Regions from separate parts of the Mus musculus genome. Here region 2 is linked to region 1. Evidence: chromatin contacts called from public Hi-C data. All regions are on one chromosome and are shown on one strand. The core of a region is the stretch at or near the end of the contact, and the rest is flanking DNA. Distances in the headings are between cores, read along the strand shown. Region 1 has its middle 82 kb from the start of Rtkn2. Region 2 overlaps Arid5b (AT rich interactive domain 5B (MRF1-like)).

Region 1 (5,526 bases), core at 1,786-4,285:
AACACCAAGAGGCTGCAGCTGAAAATGGAAGTCGCAACTTGGTCACAGGCGAGTTTTAGTAAAGAAAACACAATTGCTGCCCATAGAACTCCCAGAGACACACCAGGGACAGGGACCTCTCATCTCTCTCCAATCTGGCCAGCGTCAGGGTGGGGCTTCCTTTGTCATCTAAAATGCCCCTGATGGTCGGTGATTATATTGGAAATGTAAATGAATGAGGTCAGCTGAATCACCGCCATGCTTGGAAAATGGGAAAATATAATGCTGGGGGTCAGTCCATCTGATCTGTGCTTGGGATAAGATTATTATTCATGCTGATTCAGACTCACTGATTATATGCACAAAGCCTCCTCCATCTTACACGGGTGTGCTTTTAATAAATTTCAAACTTCACTTTCATTGTCATTCATAAAAAAAATGTTAAAAATAGATCTGAGTTGTCTTGATCAGTTTCTTCTGAAGAAAAGTTTTCAAAGGGACCTAGAGCGTTACTGGTTACGGGAAGTGAAATTCCAGTTTCTGTTTTTATTTATAGTAACAGAAAGTTCCACTAGAGTGAGTCTAAGAAGACTTAAAATCTAGTATTAATGATATTAGAATAAAATTTTGTGGGATAAGAGAAAGTAAAACCTGAGATCTTGAAGAAAGAGAAGTAAAATTAGAGGGTATCAAATATAATTTTTTCCTTATGTATCTATATTGAAATGGCTGATGTAAACATTACATTGCTATGGGTATAAATTTTATTACTGCAGCACAAAGTTTCAGGATTTGGGGGGGATTTAATTTCATTTTTATTTTATGTGTATAGGTGGATACATTTGCACACCACAGGTCAGAAGAGGACTTCAGATCTCCTGGGAATTGAACCCAGGTCCTCTGGAAGAGTAGCCAAAGCTCTTAACTGCTGAGCCATCTCTACTTTAAAATGCCACAACTTACTGCACAGTGCGGGCTGTGTGCTGCCTGGTGAGTGCTATGGGTAGTATCATCTTCACAAATGAGGTCTTAGGCCTCTTGGCTTTGGTCTAGAGAGATGGCTCAGTGGTTAGGATCACTGACTGCTCTTCTAGGTGCTGAGTTCAGTTCCCAGCATCCAAGTGGTGGCTCACAATCATCTGTAATGTAATCTGATGCCCTCTTCTGGTGTGTCTGAAGACAGTGACAGTGTACTCATATATATATAATATATGTATATGTATGTATGTGTATATATATATATATATATATATTTCTTTAAAGGGGGAAAAAAAAGAACTCTTGGCTTCCCTAGATCTCTAACCACAGGCCCAAATAGAGAAAGATGGGATCCCTTCTGCAGTTCCTTCAAGATTAAGACCATTAAGAGCATGGATAGTGGGGTGAGAGAGACTGATTCAAATGTCTCCAGAGGTTTTAATAGCTTCTTGATTGCTCCTCCCCCACCTGCTCACAGCACTGACCAAACTCTGCCTTCTCCATATCACTGAAAGCTTTGGCCCTTGAACAATTCTAGCACGGACACTTGGGCCCACTCTCCCCAGTGGCTCCCTCCTTCCACTGGGTTCAGCTTCTTTGCTGATTGGGCGTTTATGGTGGGGGTGGGGGTGGGGGACAAAGCATGCCTTGGACTCAGTCTAAAGGTAAGCTGGGGGCTCAGCATCGCAGGGTTCCTGCCTGGCCCTCAGTGTCCCACTTCTGTTTGAAGTTATTTTGCTGGAAGCCATTGGCCACAATATAGGTCAAGTCCACCATCACAAAAATGGCCGCTGCCACCTACCTCCTCACTTAACGTATTTGACCCAACTCAACAGTGCCTAAGCCAAGGAACCAATACAGGGGTCCGTCCTTTTCAGGGCTCCTACCTTTTTGCTAAACACCATGACCAAAGCTTGTTCCTCATGGCTTGCTCACTTTGCTTTCTTATACATCCCAGGAGAAGTGGGCTGAGCCCATTCTCGTCAAACATCAACCAAAAAAGGTACCCAAAGGCTTGTCTACATGCAATCTGATGGGGACAGAGACATTTTCTGAGCTGAGTTCTCTCTTCTCAGATGACTCTAGCTTGTGTCAAGTTGACAAAAAGCAAGCAAGCAAACAAACACCTAACCAGCATAGTTCAGCATCCTTGGTTGTTTGTGTTGTGAGGCAGGGTCTCACCCTTTCACCCAGAGTGACCTAAAAACTCACAGTGTAGCCCAGGCTGGCCCCAGATTCAGCAACTTCCTCTGAAGACCCCAAAATGTCCCATGTTCTTCTAAATACTCCTGAAATGACGTCTTGGGTCTGCATGCTCCCTGTTCCCTTTCTGCATTCATTCATTCATTCATTCATTCATTCATTTATTCATTCCTCTTAAGACAATTTTGTGGTTTGTTTTTAAATGAGCTAGGAACTATTTTCAGTTTAGAAAAACTAGCCAGAGAATCAATCTTGACTCAGTTGCTAGGATACTACGTCTTTGGAGCAGAAGTAAAGAATCAATTTCCCTGCGCCTTAAAGAACATGTATTTAAGTAAATTACTTCCCTAGAAATATTGATTCATTTCAAAAAAGCATTAAATAATACGGAAACAAGAGGATTTTTTTTCTGTGAAAGCTAAATCTCCACATTGAAGCGGATGTACACTTAAATAAAATATATTCACAAGGATAATCCCGACCTCGCTCTAGAGAGAACATAAACATTAATGAAGTGACAGAACTAGTCACGTAGGGGGAGTGCTTGCAGGCCGCTGCATAAATAATGACCACCAAATTGCCTGAGTGGTTTTATGTGTGAAATGGCTTTGTGAATTTTCCAAAGAACTCAGTCCTAGGATTACGAGGTGCAAGGCTGAATTTGTTCTAACAAATGAAGTATTCTTAAGACATATTCTAATGGAGACATCACGACTAAACACACATTATCTTCCAAACTGTGCTTTAAAAATGTTTCAGCTTCTTAGTGGGCTCCGTGTACTGGGAAGAGCGGCGAAGGCCGGCAACTGGCCTCTCAGGCACCCTCGGACATCACCAAGTCCTGCTCCAGGGAGTCAAGCCAGCCAGCCTGCAGAATGTTTCAGCAGGAACTTTTGGCTGCTTTAAGCGCCTAGAACAAATGTTTGTTTGCTCCAGTACGGGGAATCAAATGCCTTTGTGTGAAAACATTTGCTCGAGAAGCAAATGTTTGTTTTCATAATCGACATTTGGACTGTTGGAACATTACCACTTCAGATATTGGTTGGAGAAATATACATTTAATACGAGAAACCAGACTAGGATCGGACACCAGTTGGGACACAGATGAAGGCGGCAAGAGAATGAGGTAGAAACTGGACCCTGTCAGGACTAAGGAGGAAAGCTGGGCCTTGCTTTCCGTGTTTCTGCTTGTTTCCCAGCAACGATATAAACGAAGAATGATTTATTTCTGTCTAGAAGCATATGACTTATAAATTATCAAGGACAGAAGCAAGAGTGTATTTATCTAGTATTAATATTTAAATGCCATTTTCCTATTGAATGTACCTCGTGCTCTGTATTAATCTGTTACATCAGATTTAGTACAGATTCATGTTGCCTAAATGGAGGATTTTTTTTTTCTCTAGGCTCACGTTTGATTATCTGTGCTTGGTAGTGGGAGGACAGATACTCCCCAAACAGCAGGAGATGCAGAAATAAGCCCTGGCTTTTGAGTGCATTAAATTTTTTAGCAGCAGAGAGAAACTAATTACATTTTAAGGGAGAGAGATATTTGCAAGCGTGACAAGAGTCATTTATATATTAAATATATTATATTTGGCCACAGTTAATCCATAAATAGAAAGCACAATTACACTGAGTTTGAGGATGAAGACAAGAACAAAACATCTTTTAAATTAAAACAGTCTTTTTTCCACGTACAGTTTGAATATTTTTAGTTTGATAAAAAACCATGAGTACATGCAAATGTATTGGCTTTTATGGTGTCAGACTGGAGTTTTTCGTTGATATGAAAAGAAATTGTACCATCCAGGTTCATCAGAACATTTATGAGCTGAAATGTGGAATCAGATTACTATATACTTTAAAATACAATAAAATTATAGTTCAAATTTCTTTGCTGCTAGCCTTAGGCCTATTTGATCTTCAGCTGATGTGTATATTATATTATGTGCTGCAATAGAAAAGCAAGCCAGTGTCGGTTTAGAAATGCCAAATGGAAGAATTATTCATTAGAACTTCAAGGAACAGACTTTGTATCTAAAAATCCACCCATTACTAACTGTTTCCATTTGTAAATTTCATGAGCAAGATAAGTGATATAATGCATGTATATTTGAAGTGCTGTGAGCTTCCAGAACTCAATAACTCAAAGTATTACAGTAAATTCCCATTTCTCCTGAATCCAAACTACCAGGGAGCAGAAATAATGAGAAATTTTTTTTTTTTTGGTGCGATTTATAAAATGGTAATGTCCCTGGAGGATTACAAGATCCTAAATTCTTTTGAACAGTCACAGAAAGATTAAATTTTGTTCAGCATAATTTTGTGGTAGGAATGTTTGATAGTATTGTAATTCTTTGAAGATAGTAATTAATCTGTGTGTAGCCCATGGTGATTCTTCTTGTTCAGCCTCAATGTAGATACAGCATCTTGCATTTTCCGGAAACATGGGTTTTATATTTCTAGTTTAATACAACCCTAAAGTGTAGAGCACAGAATAAACCTTACTTACTGCGTTTGATAATGGGCTGTATGGACCCCACTTCAGTGGCAACTGATGACTCCGAATGGTTGCTGTAGAGGATTCCGATGGAAACTCACCCTAGCCCATAGTACCAGGCCGTCTCTTAGAACTCACATTTGAGCTGGGCACCTATTCGAGTCAAGGATGTAAGATCTCTGGGATGTTCGAGGTGTGTGTTTTCTCTCTGCCCCTTGGGGCTCTCCCTTAGCATATCTGCTTTCTTCTCTTCTCATCTGAAAACCAGCATGTACTCCTTGCTCTTTCTGGTAAGTGGGATGCTGGGCCCTGTCTGACACACATGGGGCGATAGCAATCTTCCTTCCTTCAGCCCTATTTGAATTGAAAGAAGAAACTAGGTAAGCCTCAGTGGAGGCAAAACACACTTCCCAAACTCCATCTACCCTTTGGCCCCTCAACACACCCATCTAAGAAGAAGCAAAGGATCATGGTCTAGGAAAATAACAACTGCCATGGACAGAAGGGCTGAGAGTCATCAGGGAGGCAGACTCAGGGTGTCTGGGAAATGAGAATCAACAGCTCCTTAAACACACTGTTCTCAGGATCCCTTTGAGGGGCCCCCAGGAGACATTTGTTCATTTGCTGTATAGCTGTCAACAATCTACTGTACTAGAAACTGAAACAGAGAGATCTCAATTTAATTTTTTAATTCATTAAAAAATGTAAAAAAAAAAAAACCCAAAAAACAAAAACAAAAAACCACAACTCCCCTTGGGACTGGAGAGATGGCTCAACAGTTAGGAGCTTATACTGTTTTTGCAAAGGATCTGAATTTAGTCTCCAGCACCCTTTTCAGGCAGTTCACAACCCCTTATAACTCC
Region 2 (5,526 bases), core at 1,307-3,806, 64 kb before region 1:
GGCTCTTTTAGCCTTGACACAGTACAAGGTTCACTATGGCTTTGCAAGCATGTTGTGTCAGAGTCTTTTGACATTTTAATTCCCCATTTGGTTCAAATCCTGCACCAAAGGATTACTTGAAGTCCAATATTCTCACATTCCAAGGTATCTGGTACAAAACGAGCAACCAAAAATATCTCAATACTAGTTTGAGGCAAGCTTGTTTGGCAGCATAACCAGGCAAACCCTAAACTCCGGATTTTTTTTTTTTTTTTAAGTTACAGTGTTTCCTAACATCACACAGCTATCCAGGCCCAGTTAAGGAGTTAAGTGTGCTTATGACTCCATTTCTCTGTGAATGACTATCTCCCCTTACTGTGTGACTCAAGTCAGGCATGTGACCTGTCTGTTTTCTACTCTCACGTGCCAGCCACATGTTGGCAAAAATACAGCCAAGATCCTTTACTATGGCCTTGTTATCAAACAGTCTAAGAAGGTAATCATATAGTAAAGTGACTGTTTACTGATCACAGAGAAATCTTATCTGGAGGAAGTGTGACTGTCCTAGCAAGGCCTTCTCTCAGAGAACTGAGCAAGCCCCACACCCCTCTTCTGAATTCCCACACATTCCTCAAGGTTCTTCGAACATCTTCTCTTCCTCTGCAGATGATAAGACAGACAAGACTATGCTGTTTGTCCTTAAAGTCCAACAGGCACTCTAGTGTTGCAACTCTCTCTCAAGAAATACTTTTTAAGGGTTAAACATAGTAGATCCTATAATGTTGAACTCTCCTCGAGTGAATTATTTCCTAGAAATTTAGCTCTCTGGGGTGCAGACAATTGGGTTTTTGTTGTTGTTATTCTTGTTGATAGAGGTGATTGGGTTTTTTGTTATTATTTTTTCTTTCTTTCTCTTTCTCATTGAAAAACAAAACAAAAATGTTTGAATTGACGTTTCTTGGAAGTGTGTTAATGCAATGCTTATCTAAATACTTATTGTCCCTCTAACAGTTAACCTTTGGACTATGTTTCAAGCTGCTCAAAAACTGGGAGGATATGAAACAGTAAGTGTTTAAGCAACTTAAATGAAATAATTTCACAATCTAACTCCCCCCCCACCCTACCCCCATCCCTTCTGTCTCTGGCCAAAATGGAGGAAAACTGAAAAGCAAGCACGCCATCATTGGCTGCCTTTCCCAATGGCTCTTACACTTTGGGGGGTTTATTGGACCAGTTTTGGAAATGGTCCCAATTAGTTCCAGGTTTGGCAAAACTGTAAACTTGTCGTAAAACACTACAAGTGGAAAACATATGTAACTCTCCCCTGTCAGGGAAATTAGTTGGGTCTGTAATTTTTTCCCATGTTGAGAAAGGTCTATGACTGTCCGACAAGCCAAGATTGCATAAAAGAAATCTCCCTTGGCAACCTACCTGACATCTGTTCATGTCTAATATGGGAAATGTATTAAAGGCTTTCAGAAGTCATCAGGATTGGCCATTAAGGAATAGAATAGAGCACAGCCTCCTCTCATTCTAGGGCAAAGAAGCTTTATTAGACAAGGGTCACTGCTGCATAAACAGGAAGTTATCAAATTTATTCAGAACAGGCTCTGACATTCTTTATCAGCTAATTCTAACTGACAGGAGTGAGTTATTTTTAGCCCACGGGAAAATTTGATGGCCATGGATTTTTACAGCATGTATTTCTGAGCCAATAAAATATCAGAGGGACAAACGGAGATTAAGATCTTGAAATACTGAGGAGGGCGGGGAGAGCTGCATTAACGTAGCACAGAGAGACGCCATCTGTAATAAAATGAATTGACATAGTAAGATGGCGTCACTGGGAGTGTTTTTCTCTCCCACACGATAATCTGATTAAGTTGTATGGTTCCTCTGGCAATTGAGTGGGAAATTATTTCTTTTCTTCCTTTAAGAAGTAATCTGAGAGACCTCTGTACTATAGTAAAATGAAAGCAACAGACACAAAGTCAAAAAAAGTATATTTATCTTACCCCAACCCCCACAAAACCAGTGGTCCTTGCCATATAACATATATTGTTCCAGAAACTAATAGAATGTTTTGATGTAGGAGTCTGGGCACAGGAAACCAAAGAAAGTGTTATTTGAGTCAGATAATCTGATTATTTACCATCGAGGTACCTGCTAGTAATTCTGACTAAAAAGTGTTTGACATGCATATGTGAACTTATAAACTGCTTGATATATGGGAGCATATGTGTTTACACAGAAACCTAGCACATGAACACATGTAAAAATATTCGTTTCATGGATGCAACTTTATTTGAGAGGTTTGTTTTATAAAAGTACCCTGTGCAAAAATAAATATATTTTTTTTAAACTTGTCTAAATCTGTTGATGGACTAGGATATGGACTCCCTGCCTCAGCTCATGGTTCTGCAAAATCTTGAGCTAATTATAGGTCTCTTCTCTGTGAAAAGACGGAAACTTAGTGTCCTAAGCTCAACAGACAGCCTCTCAGCCTTGACTTGTAAGCTGATCTTACGGTGTGAAGACTATGAGGTTTTACTTTGGTGAACTGTGACCACAGCTGGTTACACAATATTTGCAAAGCATTATGAAATGTCATTTTCCAACTCTGGTGCTTCATGCCATGAACTGATAGGAGGAGTCCAACAGATTTCACAGAATCAGTGTTTCCTACTTTCACATCTGTGTCTTTCCAAGACACCAAGTTGGTGTGGAACAAATAGAAGAAACTTCTGATAAATTTGGGAGCACATTTGCAGCACTTTTGGACTAATAGAACTGATTGATGAATGCATGACCATAAATCAGCAGATTACATGACCATATATTTACAGGCCATCATATGCATATGAGACATATGTTAGACACCACGGGAGAAAGGAAAGATTTGGGTTAGCCATCCTGATCTTTAAGGGACTTAATTTAAAGAGAATCAGTCATTAAATTATGGGTGAAAAATTTTAAAAGACCATTGCCCTGTAGAAACAAAGAGCTTTCCCCAGTAGAATTGAAGGAAGGAGTCTTCAAGGCTCAGAGTTACTGATGTGACCTGCAGGATAGGTGCTTTGGACTAAAGATGCCCTGAGCTGACCTTCAGATGCAGGTGAGGGGTTAGATCCAGATACAAATTCTCATGACTTTCTTAGGGAGAACATGTTTCCAACATGGAGGTAGGGTAAACTTGAGTACATTGCGGTCAGGCAACATAGAGTGACCAGTGCCTGGGACAAGAGGCTCAGTAGAGAGTTCTTGATAGGTAAAGGCGAGAAAACGAGTCCAGGAGAGATGGATGCTGAGCTCAAGGACTGTTCAGTAGGCTGAGGAAGGAAGCTAGTATAAAAGATGTCACCCCATTTAAGAGTGAGTTTCTCTTCTTTCTCTTACTGTGAAAAGGTACCTTTTCCAGGAGCAATCTGTACCAATGACAGATGGGTAAGGAAGAGTGGGGACTCTTCTTGTGTTTGTTCTCAATTGCCTTCAGCTCAAATCCTTATGTCCAAGTAGCGTGTGTGGGAGATGCCTATCCTGGGGGATATATGAAGGGCCCAATGGGCATCTTCCCCCATCTACTTACAAATAGAATTTTAAAAGAAATCCCCCTCCCTTCCTCTCTCCCTAGCTTCTTGCTTCCAGCTTCCTGTAGCCCTGTTGGCACCTAACTTTGTTTCTACTATCTACACCTAAGCTTTTGGTTCTGCTAGGTACACAATACATTTTTGTTTCTTGGAGAATTTTGACTGGTAAATCTTAGATTTTTCAGTGAAGATTTAGTTTTGCAGCCTAGAACATCCTAGAATATCAGTCTTCCCTTGGCTCAAGAACAGCACAGCGTTTCTGGTATTTTCATGCTATGAAAAGTTCCTGTAAATCTGGATGTAGCTCAGAGCTATTTCCATTTTCAGTAAAGGGGATTGTAGCACCTTGACAGATTAATTTTTTTTTCATGACTTGACCTTGGCGTGGAAAAGAATCCCTGTTCTGTTAGTTTATGTCCTTTGTCATACAAACACAGAAACATAAGCAAAGTTTCTAAGACCATGGCGATCTTCAGGTTGTAGCTTGCTGGTAATCCCCATCTTATCTTTCAGATTTTAGCTCGCTGGCATTCCCCACCGTGGTATTCTTCATAATCTTGCTTGCTGGAAATCCCCAATATGCTATCTCTGCCTCTGTAGTAGTATAGGTGAGAGGGGAGACACTCATAAATTGCTGTCTCTTGTGCCTTCCATTCCTGGCAGTTTCTCATATAGCTAGGATATTTTCTTCATATTAGCAGTGATGTTGAGAGGAAAGAATCTATTCACCTTGCTTTGTTGACATCATCTTTCAGCCCATACATACCAGGTCTAACATTTTCCCAAACGGAACTTGTCTTCAATTATGTCCTCTATCAAAATCACATATCAAAGACTGGAAATGTGTCCTTGAGTTAGTTTTTGTTGTTTGCATCATGGCTTATGAATTCCTGTACTGTAGTATTGAGATACATCCCCAGCCCTTTCAAGTAGTACCCCATATATCTGTCAGAGTACTAATGTTTCCTAGTAACCAACCAATTACAACATGAGATAATGTCTCCTTGAGGGGAAAAAATGTAAGAATTTAGGAGAAAGGTTTAAATGGACAGGTGATGTAAATACTAGATATGTAAATATTAGGTAATATAAATACTCAGGACCAGTCCAAAACGCAAGCATCAAATTTGTAGACGTGTTACTGTATGTCTGTCCAAAGCCAGGTCTCTGGAGTTCTCTCTGGCTATGAACAAGAACATCTTAATTGGCTTGTTTTTGTTTGTGGTTATAAACTATTCCAAACCTTCTGGTTTGAATTGTGGATTATGGATTGTTTCATTTTGGTTCTTCGTGATCTTCCAATTTAAATTTAAAAGAGAGAGACAGAGACAGAGAGATGGAGACAGAGAGAGAGAGAGAGAGAGAGAGAGAGAGAGAGAGAGAGAGAGAGAGAGAGAGAGAGAGAGAGAGAAAGAGAAGCAGAAGTTTCATTTTAAGTCTGGAATGTTGACTGACCACTGCACAAATTCTATGAGCCCCTTCTGCCTTTACTGGAAATACAGCAAGTGTTGTATCTAACAAATTTGAGTCCCGAAAACACTGCATCTTGAGTGTTTTTTATTGGCTGCTAGTAATGGCTCACTCTTTGCAGACTTCCAGCTAGACATTCCTCTACCCAATCTTTCCTTTCCAATCCAGAAAAGGATAATGCTTTGCCCCTGAGCTAGGGTCCTTCCTGAGCATCTAAGGAAACAGTAACTGCCAGAGGAGTCTCTGAAGCATGAGGGGGCATGTCAGTTATAGTTTATTATGATAATTTCACTTCCCTGGCCACCTGGTAGAAAGCCCCAGGCAGTATTCTGAGAGAAAGTGATATTAGCAGAGTGGGTGCCCAGAGAAACTTATCAAGACACAGAAGTTGGTGCTCCTACAGCATGGTGCCTCCAGCAGCATAGTGCTCCCCCAGCCACTTCTAGTCTCACCAACGAGGCAGCGCCATGATGTGTTCATCTGGGAGAAG

What was found. Hi-C and Micro-C count contacts between places; a contact is called where the count stands out from the background.
Region 2: a contact with region 1 is called in a Hi-C map of liver, with 2.1 times the contacts expected there. The contact joins two enhancer-like sites. A contact is called at or near these places in 1 of 15 datasets of contacts at CTCF or cohesin (CD8 T cells), 10 of 484 Hi-C or Micro-C datasets (the G1E-ER4 cell line, germline stem cells, liver and 4 more), 8 of 115 datasets of contacts at active chromatin or transcription factors (CD8 T cells, embryonic stem cells, heart atrium and 2 more) and 3 of 9 other capture datasets (adipose tissue, embryonic stem cells and pancreatic islet).

The regions. Positions count from the first base shown.
Region 1 is chr10:68,058,605-68,064,130 of GRCm38.p6, reverse strand. No RefSeq gene overlaps it. Among named protein-coding and RNA genes, the nearest start is that of Rtkn2, 82 kb to the right of the region's middle. Within about 2 kb of position 3,035, at least 28 of the 459 cell types and tissues checked have an H3K27ac peak or open chromatin away from gene starts, as enhancers often do. A contact at or near this core is called in adipose tissue, hepatocytes and liver, where this site is marked.
Region 2 is chr10:68,122,216-68,127,741 of GRCm38.p6, reverse strand. It overlaps Arid5b (AT rich interactive domain 5B (MRF1-like)), which reads left to right. Exons shown (of 10, transcript NM_023598.2): 7 at 991-1,043. Among named protein-coding and RNA genes, the nearest start is that of Gm51770, 26 kb to the left of the region's middle. Within about 2 kb of position 2,556, at least 47 of the 459 cell types and tissues checked have an H3K27ac peak or open chromatin away from gene starts, as enhancers often do. A contact at or near this core is called in adipose tissue, hepatocytes and liver, where this site is marked.